2 separate regions of the Lactuca sativa genome follow, and region 1 is linked to region 2. Evidence: chromatin contacts called from public Hi-C data. All regions are on one chromosome and are shown on one strand. The core of a region is the stretch at or near the end of the contact, and the rest is flanking DNA. Distances in the headings are between cores, read along the strand shown. Region 1 holds the start of LOC111877321 (calcium-dependent protein kinase 19). Region 2 holds the start of LOC111877319.

Region 1 (5,961 bases), core at 799-3,298, 170 kb after region 2:
CAATTTCCCTCATCATTGACTAAGGATCAAGAACCCTTATCTGATTACCAAGGTTGTTAGCTTCGATCAGGCGACTTTCGTAGTGAATGCATATACCAACGTGACACTTAAGGTTGTCAAGCACGTCATTCAACCCAACGGTGGTTTATGGTATGTAATTTTGTTGTTGCTCATTTACTTGATTTTTTTTTTGGTGAAATCATCACTTCTATATTTTGTTTTTTGCTCTTGTCTTGAAGATGGACATCCTACACTATTTACCATCAAGCTACATCATGGAGGCGAGTTCACAAATTTTCTAGATGTCAATTACATTGATGGTACTGTGACGTATGTTGATATGATGGATGTGATTATAAAAGGGTTAGGATACTCAATATTAGGACTTTTCTGCAAACAAAAACCTTATATTATTATTATTATTATATAATAATAATAGTAATAATAATAATAATAATAATAATAATAATAATAAATACTATTTTTCGAACTTGTTATTATTAATATTGTTAATAATACATATAAATGCATTTAAATGAAAAAAATAATATTAATGTTCATAAAAAATCTTAGAACTTAAGTGTAACTTTTTTGAAAATATTAAGACTTTTCTGAAAATTTTCTACACAATTACTGTCTAAATGTTTATGTGTGTAATTTCATAATGGCATGTAACAAGTTTATTGGAGTTAAATTTTAATTTCCAAAAAAAAAAGTTAAACCCAAATTTTAGAATAATTCGTAAATTGGAACATAAAAAAAAACGGTTTTCCTTTATCCGTAACCGGTTTGACAATATGTATATATTCTTTTCAGAAAACTGAAAAAAAATCGGAACTACTTAACGAAATTCCTTTATAAAAAGAACGGATGTGGTCCCAACCGAATGTTTTAGAAAGTAGGTTTCGGTATTAAATAGATTCTGAGTACATCTAGGTTGAAAGTTTTAGACGGAAAGGTGTGGGCAACGTCCACAAATGTACAGTCGGATAACGACGTTACCATGACACAAACACCGTCCCCTTCATCGTTTTTGCACCTTATGAGGCTTCCCGTTGCTTCCCATTACCATCACAACCTCCCTCAATGCAGTTATCTTCCTTTGTTTTCTTCTCCTTCACCTCAACATGTTATCCACTTCTTCCTTCTTGTCAAACATGTTTCCAAGGTAAAGAAGATGAATAAATTTTTGTTGCTTTTAAAATATAAAAAATAATTTTTCAACAAATAATAAAAGAATCACCGTTGCAGGTAAACATTTTAATAAAAATATTAATTATAACAGTTATAATATTTTTATTAGAGTACTACTATTTATAAAGTATTAGTAATATTCATATAAGTTTATTGCAAATTGTATTCATTATTAATAATATTTTTGTGATGGAATTTTTTTTTTACTTGAATAGTGATTTATTTATTTATTTGATGTTAAAAATAATGAAAATTAGAGCTTGTGTTTTATATCAAAATGATGTTCATAAAGTTGGAATTAGGAACATTTCTTGGTATTTAGCTAATCCTCTTGTTCAATAAAAGCAAAATGAAAGACAAACCCACGAGATGCTTCATAGAAATCACATGCCAAATGATTTGTTTTTAGATGCAGGCCAAACATCATCCCCAAAACAAATGAGCTTACCATATATGGTTTATTCTAATTTAGGTTTCAATGCAAACCGCTTTTATCTCTAAACTTGATATTAATGTACACGATATCTAAAGGATAAATTAAAAATTATATAAAAAGCACAATAATTATTACCATATAAAAAACAATAACAACAAACCACACAAATGAAATAAGATAGGAGAGGTGGATATCAATTATTATTATTATTCTAAAACTTAAAACCTACAAAATATCTAAATATAATTGAAGAAATATAAGTATATAATTTATCAAATTAAATTTATTTTAATTAATTGGATTAAATAAAGAAGAAACAAACACCTTACTTGAAGACAAAGAGTGAAAGCTCCTAATATTTGGCAGATTCTCAATGGACACAAAGAAAAGCACATTTCTTCATCCAAAGATGGAGGTGGACAACATGAAGACTCTCACAAAGTCAAAATGTCTGACTTCCTACTTCTCCTTGACCACATTCAACCCAATCAAACCGCGTCTAATTTCTTCGAAGATTCCATTCTTTTAAATCTCAAGTATTCCGAATGAGCTCACCACGTTCCTTCCTTCAACCTCTTCTGTACCTTAAACTATTCCTCCATGAATTATTATTCAATCTTAGCGGTTTGACTATTCTCTTTGACCGTCTTCATCGACACCCCTTTTGATCTTCGATTTCGAACCAACAACCAAGTAACAACAATCAATCCCCATCTGGGTATTCGTTTCTTGATCAGTTTCCACAATTCCATTCAAAATATCAAGAAATGGGGTTGTGTAGTAGCAAAAGCAAGAGTGGAGGGACATACCCTGATGCTCATAGAACAAGATCCGTCGAACCCAATGCGGTTTACACCAAAACCCCGGCTCCGGCAGCTCAAACTCCGGCGAGAAAGCAGCCGCCACCTCCCAGCCCCAAGAGGGTGTTCACAGCTGACTCGATTCTCGGAAAACCATTTGAAGACGTTAAACAACATTACACCATGGGGAGAGAATTGGGTAGAGGTCAATTTGGTGTTACTTATCTTTGTATACAGAAATCAAGTGGTCAAAAGTATGCTTGTAAGTCGATATCAAAGAAGAAACTTGTAACTAAAAGTGATAAGGATGATATGAGGAAAGAAATTCAGATTATGCAGCATCTAAGTGGACAGGCTAATATTGTTGAGTTTAAAGGTGCTTATGAAGATAAGCAATCTGTGCATTTGGTTATGGAGGTTTGTGAAGGAGGTGAGCTTTTTGATAGGATCATTGCAAAAGGTCATTATAGTGAAAGAGCTGCAGCCTCGATTTGCAGGTCGATTGTGAATGTGGTTCATGTTTGTCACTTTATGGGAGTGATGCATCGTGATTTAAAGCCTGAAAATTTCCTGCTTTCGGATAAGAGTGAGAACGCACTTCTTAAAGCTACAGATTTCGGTTTATCTGTCTTCATTCAAGAAGGTATTGCTAATCGAATCTCTACTTTGTAACATATACAAATCTTAATCTTTTGACTTTTAAGAAAAAATCCCATTGAAAGAATCGGTTCTTGCAAGATTTTATAGGATTCAACAATAATTAGATAGTTAACTTTAAAAAGTTCAATGATTCGCATTTAATTGTGGGCATTTTCGTGATCAATCTTACTAACGAAAATTTCCTAGATTTTTATGTACAATATTTGCAATATATCGCGGACTTGTCTGCACAAGCTCACTCTACTCTATGACACTTACTCCTCAAACTAAGTCAAATCACTCTCGTAAACAAGGAAAACAATGAAATGTAAGTGAAGTAAAGCAAACGATGAACAACACAATAACTTAATGGAAAGAGATTTGCTAGTAGTACATTAGAATGATAGAGAAAACTACACAAGGATAGGATTTAAATGGAAACTATTTTTGAATATTTACAAGGAAGGTAGTACACAACTATTATTGCTAGATCTTTCCACTCTCTTATGATTACAAATAAAATGAGAAAGACCTATTTACGCTTGAGGTCTTAGATCTTCGTGCAATAGGAGGTCTTAGATCTTCGTTTTTGTCGTTTTATTCGGGTTAAGGGTCCATCTGTAGAAAAAGCTTTTAAATGAAAAAATATGATAATGTCATGTCTTTTATGCAAATAAGATTTATACTTATTTGCATAAGCGGCAGATATTTTGATTATTTTTGAAAGAAAACATAGTATTTTATTTTTACATGATGGAACCTGGTAAACTGGTAAAAGTCAAGAATGAAAGTTGGGAAATTACTTTTGGTTTACATTATAAAAAACAATTAGGTCGTATCTAAAAAACTGGTTAAAAATCTTAGGTTTTTCGTAAAAATAACACTTAAAATTTAAAAAGAAAATTACAATTTTAATATTCATGCTTGAGATCTTTAGTCTTCCTGCAATACGATACGAGGGGACAATAACATGAATGAACGCTAAAGAAGGTCCTACTTTACTCTTACATCTATAGATCCTTCCACCATCTTCTTGATATCTCCTGAAAAGTTGTTCATTCACATACTAGTTTCCGGAATTCTTAATTCAACCTTGGTGTACAATGTCTTGAACTTCTTTTGAGCTACACAGCATTATATGACAAAGCAAACAAATACTTTCAGGAAAAGCATATCGACAAGTTGTTGGAAGTGCGTATTATGTTGCACCAGAGGTATTGACACGTAAATACGGGAAGGAAATAGACATATGGAGTGCAGGGGTGATACTGTATATCCTGCTAAGTGGTGTGCCTCCCTTTTGGGCAGGTAATTTCATGCTCTGTTTTTTTTTTTTTTTTTTTTTTTAAATAGGATTATAAGTTATAACATGAAATTGGGTATGAAAATGCAGAGACAGAGAAGGGAATATTTGATGCTGTACTTGAAGGTTATATTGATTTTGAAAGTGAACCATGGCCATCTATCTCTACAAGTGCTAAGGATCTTGTTCGAAGGATGCTCACACAAGACCCCAAGAAGAGAATAACTTCTGCTCAAGTTCTTGGTATGATGTTGTTTCTTTTTTCAATGGATAGACTTAGCCACTTAGGGGCTCTTTGATAAAAATAAACCCTTTAATGCTGAATGATTCCAACCTCTTACTGGTTCAGAGGTTATTAAACAGATTATTAAAATGGTGACATGCTTTAATCTGGTAAAATATATGCGACTGTTTTTTCCTTACTTCAAAAACAACGGCTTAATAAACAAAGTAAATAAATGAAGTTTTCCCCCATGGCCACAGGGTAGAGTAAAATTACAGTATATACCCTTATTTGACAAACGTTCCAACACCATTAAAAGTAACTATTACAACTAACACATCCAAACCTTATTTCTTGCATTACTTTTAATTACCTGATTAAACAAGTCATTATCACATAATAACATTCAGAACTCACATTCAAAACAGGCTATGCTCATAAGATGTTTGTTTTCAACCTGCAAATCAAACTATGCACATACGTATGTATACATGCAGATATGCTCATGAGCTCATAATATCTTTCTTGTATGTTTCAAAATTGGTACACAGAGCATCCATGGATAAGAGAAGATGGTGAAGCATCCGACAAGCCAATCGACAGTGCAGTCCTTTCTAGGATGAAGCAATTCCGAGCTATGAATAAGCTCAAGAAGCTCGCTCTCAAGGTACCCAAAACATCTACTATTTTAGCTTCAGTATTAACTCTAATAGAGTGTGTTCATCCATAGAGGTGAACACAGACCAGGCCGGACCAGTATTGTAGGTCCGGCCCGGTCCAATCTAATTACGGTCAGGACTGGGTCCAAGACCTGGACCCAGTCTATTCCAAAAACCGTACACCGTTATCTATCTATTAACACTGACAATATGAGTTTTATAGGTCATTGCGGAAAATCTATCAGCAGAAGAGATTCAAGGGCTGAAATCAATGTTTACAAACATAGACACTGATAACAGCGGGACAATTACTTATGAAGAACTTAAAACTGGATTGGCTCGATTAGGGTCAAAGCTCTCGGAGGCTGAAGTGAAGCAACTCATGGAAGCAGTAAGATGTTTCACATGTTAAAAAAAAAGTTGGAATTTCTATTTTTAAACACCCTTTTCCCTTATAAACTTGTTTTTTATGATTCAGGCTGATGTTGATGGAAATGGGTCGATTGATTACATTGAGTTCATCACAGCAACAATGCATCGACACAAATTAGAAAGGGAAGAACATTTGTACAAAGCCTTTCAGCATTTTGATACTGATAATAGTGGGTAAGTAAAGCAGCTAAAATTTTGATTGTGTTTAACTATAAAAATGATTACAATTCACATCCAATCTAATTTGGTTGTGATGTTTTGAGTGAACCAGGTTT
Region 2 (5,307 bases), core at 349-2,848:
TTGTCTAGAGTTAAAAACAGAGCTTGATTAAATATATCAAAGGAAAATTTCATCTATACCCTTGTAAACTTTCATAATTATGTGTATATCCTTGTAAAATTTTAAATTACATATATATCCTTATAAAACCTATAAAATTACATATACATCCAAATACTTAATTTAATTGTATTCAATATACTAAATAAATAAAAACACTATCTTTAAATTAAATTATAACTATATTACTCAAATACTTATTTTCAATCTCTCTCATAATTGATCTTCTTATTCACAACAAGGTTATCCACACATAATTGATTAGCAAAAGTCATTGATTGCATACTAAAATTGTTAAATAATATAGTGCATCTCCTACTATCGATTTACGGGACCTCTGATTATTCTTTTTCTAAACATTTTTGTTCTTCCTTTGTTTTCAGTTATAATTACACATGTAAATGACAGAAAAAATTAATTTCAATGTGGGTTTTAATATTTTTGTAAGGCTTCAAAAAGTAAATAGGTTGAGAATAGCAATGTAGGACAAGGATATTATTGTAATATTACAAGTTAATTATATTTTTAATAAGAAAAAATTAATTTAAAGATTGTTTCTTTTATTTTTTAATATATTAAAAATGATTAAATTAAGTATTTGGATATATATGTAATTTTATAGGTTTTATAAGGATATCTATGTAATTTAAAATTTTACAACGATATACATGTAATTATGAAAGTTTACAAATATATAGTTAAATTTTCCCAAATATTAATTTTAGACAAAGATGATAAATTTAGCAATAGGACATTTAATACTAAAGTATTTATTTATTCATTATTTCGATTATATTTATTTTGAAATTTTATTATAAAAATATTTAATGTTTATACCTTTATATTTAATATTTTTTAATCAATTTATATAGTACATATATCTTACAACTAGCATGCAATAAATAAAAAACTTTAGAGATTAATTTTCTTGTTGTTTCATTTTTCAACTATCTAATGTTCTCCCAAATATCTTCGATGTATGGAAGATGAAACACATTCCTATTTTTAGTATTTTATCTAAAAATATCTTTAACAATTATATTTTCTATTATTTGTATTACATAGTTTTAAAATATTCGTTATGATTTTGTCATAACACGTCTTCTTCAAGACTTATATCCAACGCATTTGAGAAAAATATTGTCTTACATTAGATAGTTGTTTATATATATATATAATCATTAATAAAATTACCACCTTAACAAACGTCATCGCTCGCCAGTCGCCACAGCTTATAAGACTTAAAACTTGACATTGCCACCAAGTCTCACGTTAAATAGTTGTTTGTATATATTAATTCTTCCTGTCTAATGCTATTAAAAAATATCGTTTTAAAATTTTTTATCGTTCTTTCTTATCTTTTTTTTTTTGAACCAGCAACTACAATATATAATCTATTTATATATTAACAACTAAATCCACTGCGGACATGACTTGAACCCTTGACTAAAAAAAAAAAAAAAAAAAAACGCCATCTGATACCTGGTTAGAAACCTTAAACCTTTTGTCATTGTTCCTTGTCTCACTAAAATAAATAAGTTTTATTGAGAAAAAAAATTAAAAATTAAAAATGTAATTTTCTCCTGTTTTGATTTCGTTGCATAACTTATTTGTTTGGGAAAATCGAAAACCTTCTTACAATAAAAAGATACTGATTTTGTGCTTCTGGGTTCATGGTGGATTTTGAAGCACCTTCATTCTCTTTAGGGCTTGATTATGACCTACTCGATTCAGAGCCCCAAATCACTTCTGTAAGTGAAGATGATGATTATGAAACTCTAATTGTCGATGATTCGGAGCCTGAATATTCGGATCCTCCTCCGAAGTCGAAGCGCCTCCAGCGTGTACTTACCGACGATGTGACAACATCATCAACGGTTTCAGCCAATCCTGAGGTGGAGTTGCGTTCCAGTGCGGTTGTTGATGATGAAGATGATAACGTGTTCTGTTCAAAGGAGGATATGCGTACTGGTGACAATCTACTTCCAGTAATTGTTTCTCATTTCTATGAACATAGAATGATAAATTATTGAATCAAATTAATTTAAACAACCAGTATCTATCAGTCAATTACATGCCTCACGAAAGAAATACAGTTTGGAACACCATGAGAACACTTCCAACTTTGCTAAAAGTTTCATTTAGGGATTTAGTCACGACCAAGATCAATGTCACCTTTTTATTTGCATTCAATCCATTTTGAAATTATGATAAGTGGAACAATGTTAATCAGCCGAGTAAGTATCAATATACTCATTATAATCCATGCTTAACTTCAGCTCATATCCTAATCTATTAAGATCATAATTAGTAACCTGAAGTTGTATGTTCTCGGCTGAAGTTATTTCTTCAATGCTACCTTAAACAAGTCGTGATTCTTCGGTATTCAATAACCCTTGAATCCCTAATTGTCAGATTTCTTTGAACTACCAAAACACGTATTTCAGAATTGTTAATATTAAGCTTTTTAATACATTTGGTGATTGTCTTATTCATAACGTTCTTACTGAAGATCCCTAGATTGTGTTTCTGCTTGATATACGTTTCAGATTTACCCATTTTGAGACTTTTGTTCACTTGTTTGTTAAATTATCTGTTGTTTCTATCTTCAAATTGTCTTCACATCATTCTTCTCATGCATACTCTTTTTATTTCTAATATCAGATGAACATCAGCATACACAAAACCATGCTCTTTCCACCAGTTCAAAGTTACCAAACACGCCAGGAGTTTTGACTAGTCAACCAGGAAACAAAAGTCAAACTTTCCGTCGGAGACGACTTCTGTTGACTGTTTCTGACTCTGATTCTGATGATCCTTCTGTCAGTGACAATGTTAATAATAACAAATGTAACATATCAGAATCAATTGATTTATCAACTACAGAAAGAGAAAGTCCATGTGAAGATTTCAAATCAGAGAAAAGTTCATTAAATTTTGATGACTCTCTTCCTCCTGCTGTTCATTACTTTTTTCATGATGATTTAAGGATCCAAGAGCTTGTTCAAAGTCGCCTTCCTAATTTTTTTCCTCTGTGTAAAATTTCAAATAGAGAGCTTGAGCAACCCAGCACATCAGAAATCGATTACATGTAATCTTTGCTTCCAATTCATTTAACTATTTGACTGATGGTTTTTAAGCTGCCATTTGTTACACTAAATGGGACATAAAGCTGCAAGTTTTGTCTCATTTTGGATGACAAAAACAAAAAGTCAAAAAGCTGTAGTTTTTGTCCCATTATCTAATCCCACCTTATTCCATATTTTTGGATGACACAAAAAAGTTGCAATTGACATCAGTACAATACCAAACACAATATAACTTGTTTTATCAAATTGGGGTTTATGGTGTTATGACATATTCTTGTTAGAGTGACATGTTTGTGTGTTTGTTACAGGGGTCAATTTAAGTGTGGTGCAAGCTCAAAACAAGGTGTTAGAAATATTAAAGACAAGAAAAGCTCAAAAAGTAGGAGTAAAAATTCAAGAAAAGAGAATGTTGAAGAGACATCACAAGGTTGGGTGAACCCAAAGCTTTGTGTTGATAACAAGATTATAACAAAAGACACTCCTAAAAGAAAGACTCATGCAGCTCAACAATCTGCTGGATATTGGGTAACAGGTCAAGATGGAAAAAGGGTAAGTTTAACTGGTTAAAAAGTTCTTAATTTACAAAGTTTTACTTATTTGCTTATAACAACTATTTTAAATTAATTCTACATTTGGTTTAATCATCGTTTTCAAATGCTATCCAGTTTGTTATGGTTGACTTCAAGTTCTAAGTGTTTATTTTAAATAATTTGTTTGATATCATCATCAGATGGTACTATAAGATTACTTATATACACATTTTATCTATTTCTTTCTTAAATAATCAAAAGATTTCAAACATTCGACTCCTTCAGAAGTTATTGTTTGTGGTTTATACTTGAAGACATTAAAATGCAATTCTTGAAATACTAGTTATTCTTTTGTTGTTTTAAATGTTTTAAAGTATTCATAAACCTTCAGGTTTATGTTGGTAAAAGGGGTCAGGAGCTGACTGGACGAGTTGCTTACATGCAGTACAAAAAGGTAAAATGACCAGCTTATAAAAAGCAAATATACCAAATAATAATAATAAAAAATTAAATTTGTATCTTAATAGTACAGCATCCCATTTTGATTATTTTTGGTATGAACTCCTTATTTTATGTTACCTAGTTTTTTAAACAATTAAATTTGTCAAAATTCACCATAATTAAATTTATCTGATTATGATTATTCAATATCACATGGAAAACACTCATCTAAATAATAATTTTTTTGCTAGTTTCTTATTGTGAGTGAGTGTTGCTGAATATTTGTATTATTGTGGCAGGAGAGTGGATCATGGTTTAAAAAGGCAAAGAGGAAATCTGCTAAGAAGAATAAATGAATTAAATAGTGGTAAATACAGTAATCAAAAAGAGAATGGAATGGAATGACAAAATAGTGTTTGCTTGTCACAAAGGAACGGAATGGAATGGAATATATCTTACGGAATGCGATTTCTTCTTTTGGGCTCATATATTATTATTGTAATTATCAGTTATTTTTATTCATATAATCTTTAATAACCCCAATCAATTTAAAAATAAAAAAGATATGTTTTTATATAATTTTATGTAAAAATTTCATGGTATTTTATTTTATTTTTTTCTTAAATTTTGTAAACAGTTTTTTAATGGTATATAATTCTTTTAACTATTAGAAATACATTCTAAACGACTAGGCGTACATGTCATCAATTAATGAAACATGTAAAATATGTTACCGGGAGAAAATGGTCAAATCATCATTTAATTTTAGTTTGTGACTTATTCGTAAATTATATTAAAATAATGAGACTTTAATGGAATCAAGTCAACAATAAAACCGGAAAAAAAGGTCAAATTGTCATTTTTACGGGTACTTTATGTTTTTTTGTAAACAAATTTTAGTTTGAGACTTATTTATAAATTATGGTAAAATATTGAGACTTTTGTGAAGATTTTTCTAACTAAAAACAATAAACTCCTATTGCCAAACAAATGTTTTTTTTTTCTTAAAAGCTCCAAAAAAATCATGTGCAAAATATAGGGATGAACAAAAACCGAACCGAAAACAAAAAAAAACCGACATAACCGAAACCGAAACCAAAGCAATAACCGACGGTTTAGGTTTGAATTTTACAAAAACTGAAAAATAACGGTTTGGTTCGGTTTTGACGTATAAAACCACCCATAAAAACCGAATTGACCCATATATA

Evidence for each region. A called contact is a pair of places that touch in the nucleus more often than the background predicts.
Region 1: a contact with region 2 is called in a Hi-C map of leaf, with 6 times the contacts expected there. The contact joins the promoter of LOC111877321 here to the promoter of LOC111877319 in region 2. A contact is called at or near these places in 2 of 4 Hi-C or Micro-C datasets (both in leaf).

What each region holds. Positions count from the first base shown.
Region 1 is chr7:197,182,890-197,188,850 of Lsat_Salinas_v11, forward strand. LOC111877321 (calcium-dependent protein kinase 19) reads left to right here and starts at 2,049. Exons shown (of 8, transcript XM_023873850.3): 1 at 2,049-3,073; 2 at 4,234-4,377; 3 at 4,463-4,615; 4 at 5,147-5,262; 5 at 5,478-5,645; 6 at 5,733-5,860; 7 at 5,958-5,961. The coding sequence starts at 2,398.
Region 2 is chr7:197,012,160-197,017,466 of Lsat_Salinas_v11, forward strand. It overlaps LOC111877319, which reads left to right and starts at 1,599. Exons shown (of 5, transcript XM_023873848.2): 1 at 1,599-2,010; 2 at 2,704-3,130; 3 at 3,437-3,677; 4 at 4,050-4,112; 5 at 4,399-4,585. The coding sequence starts at 1,713. The coding sequence ends at 4,455.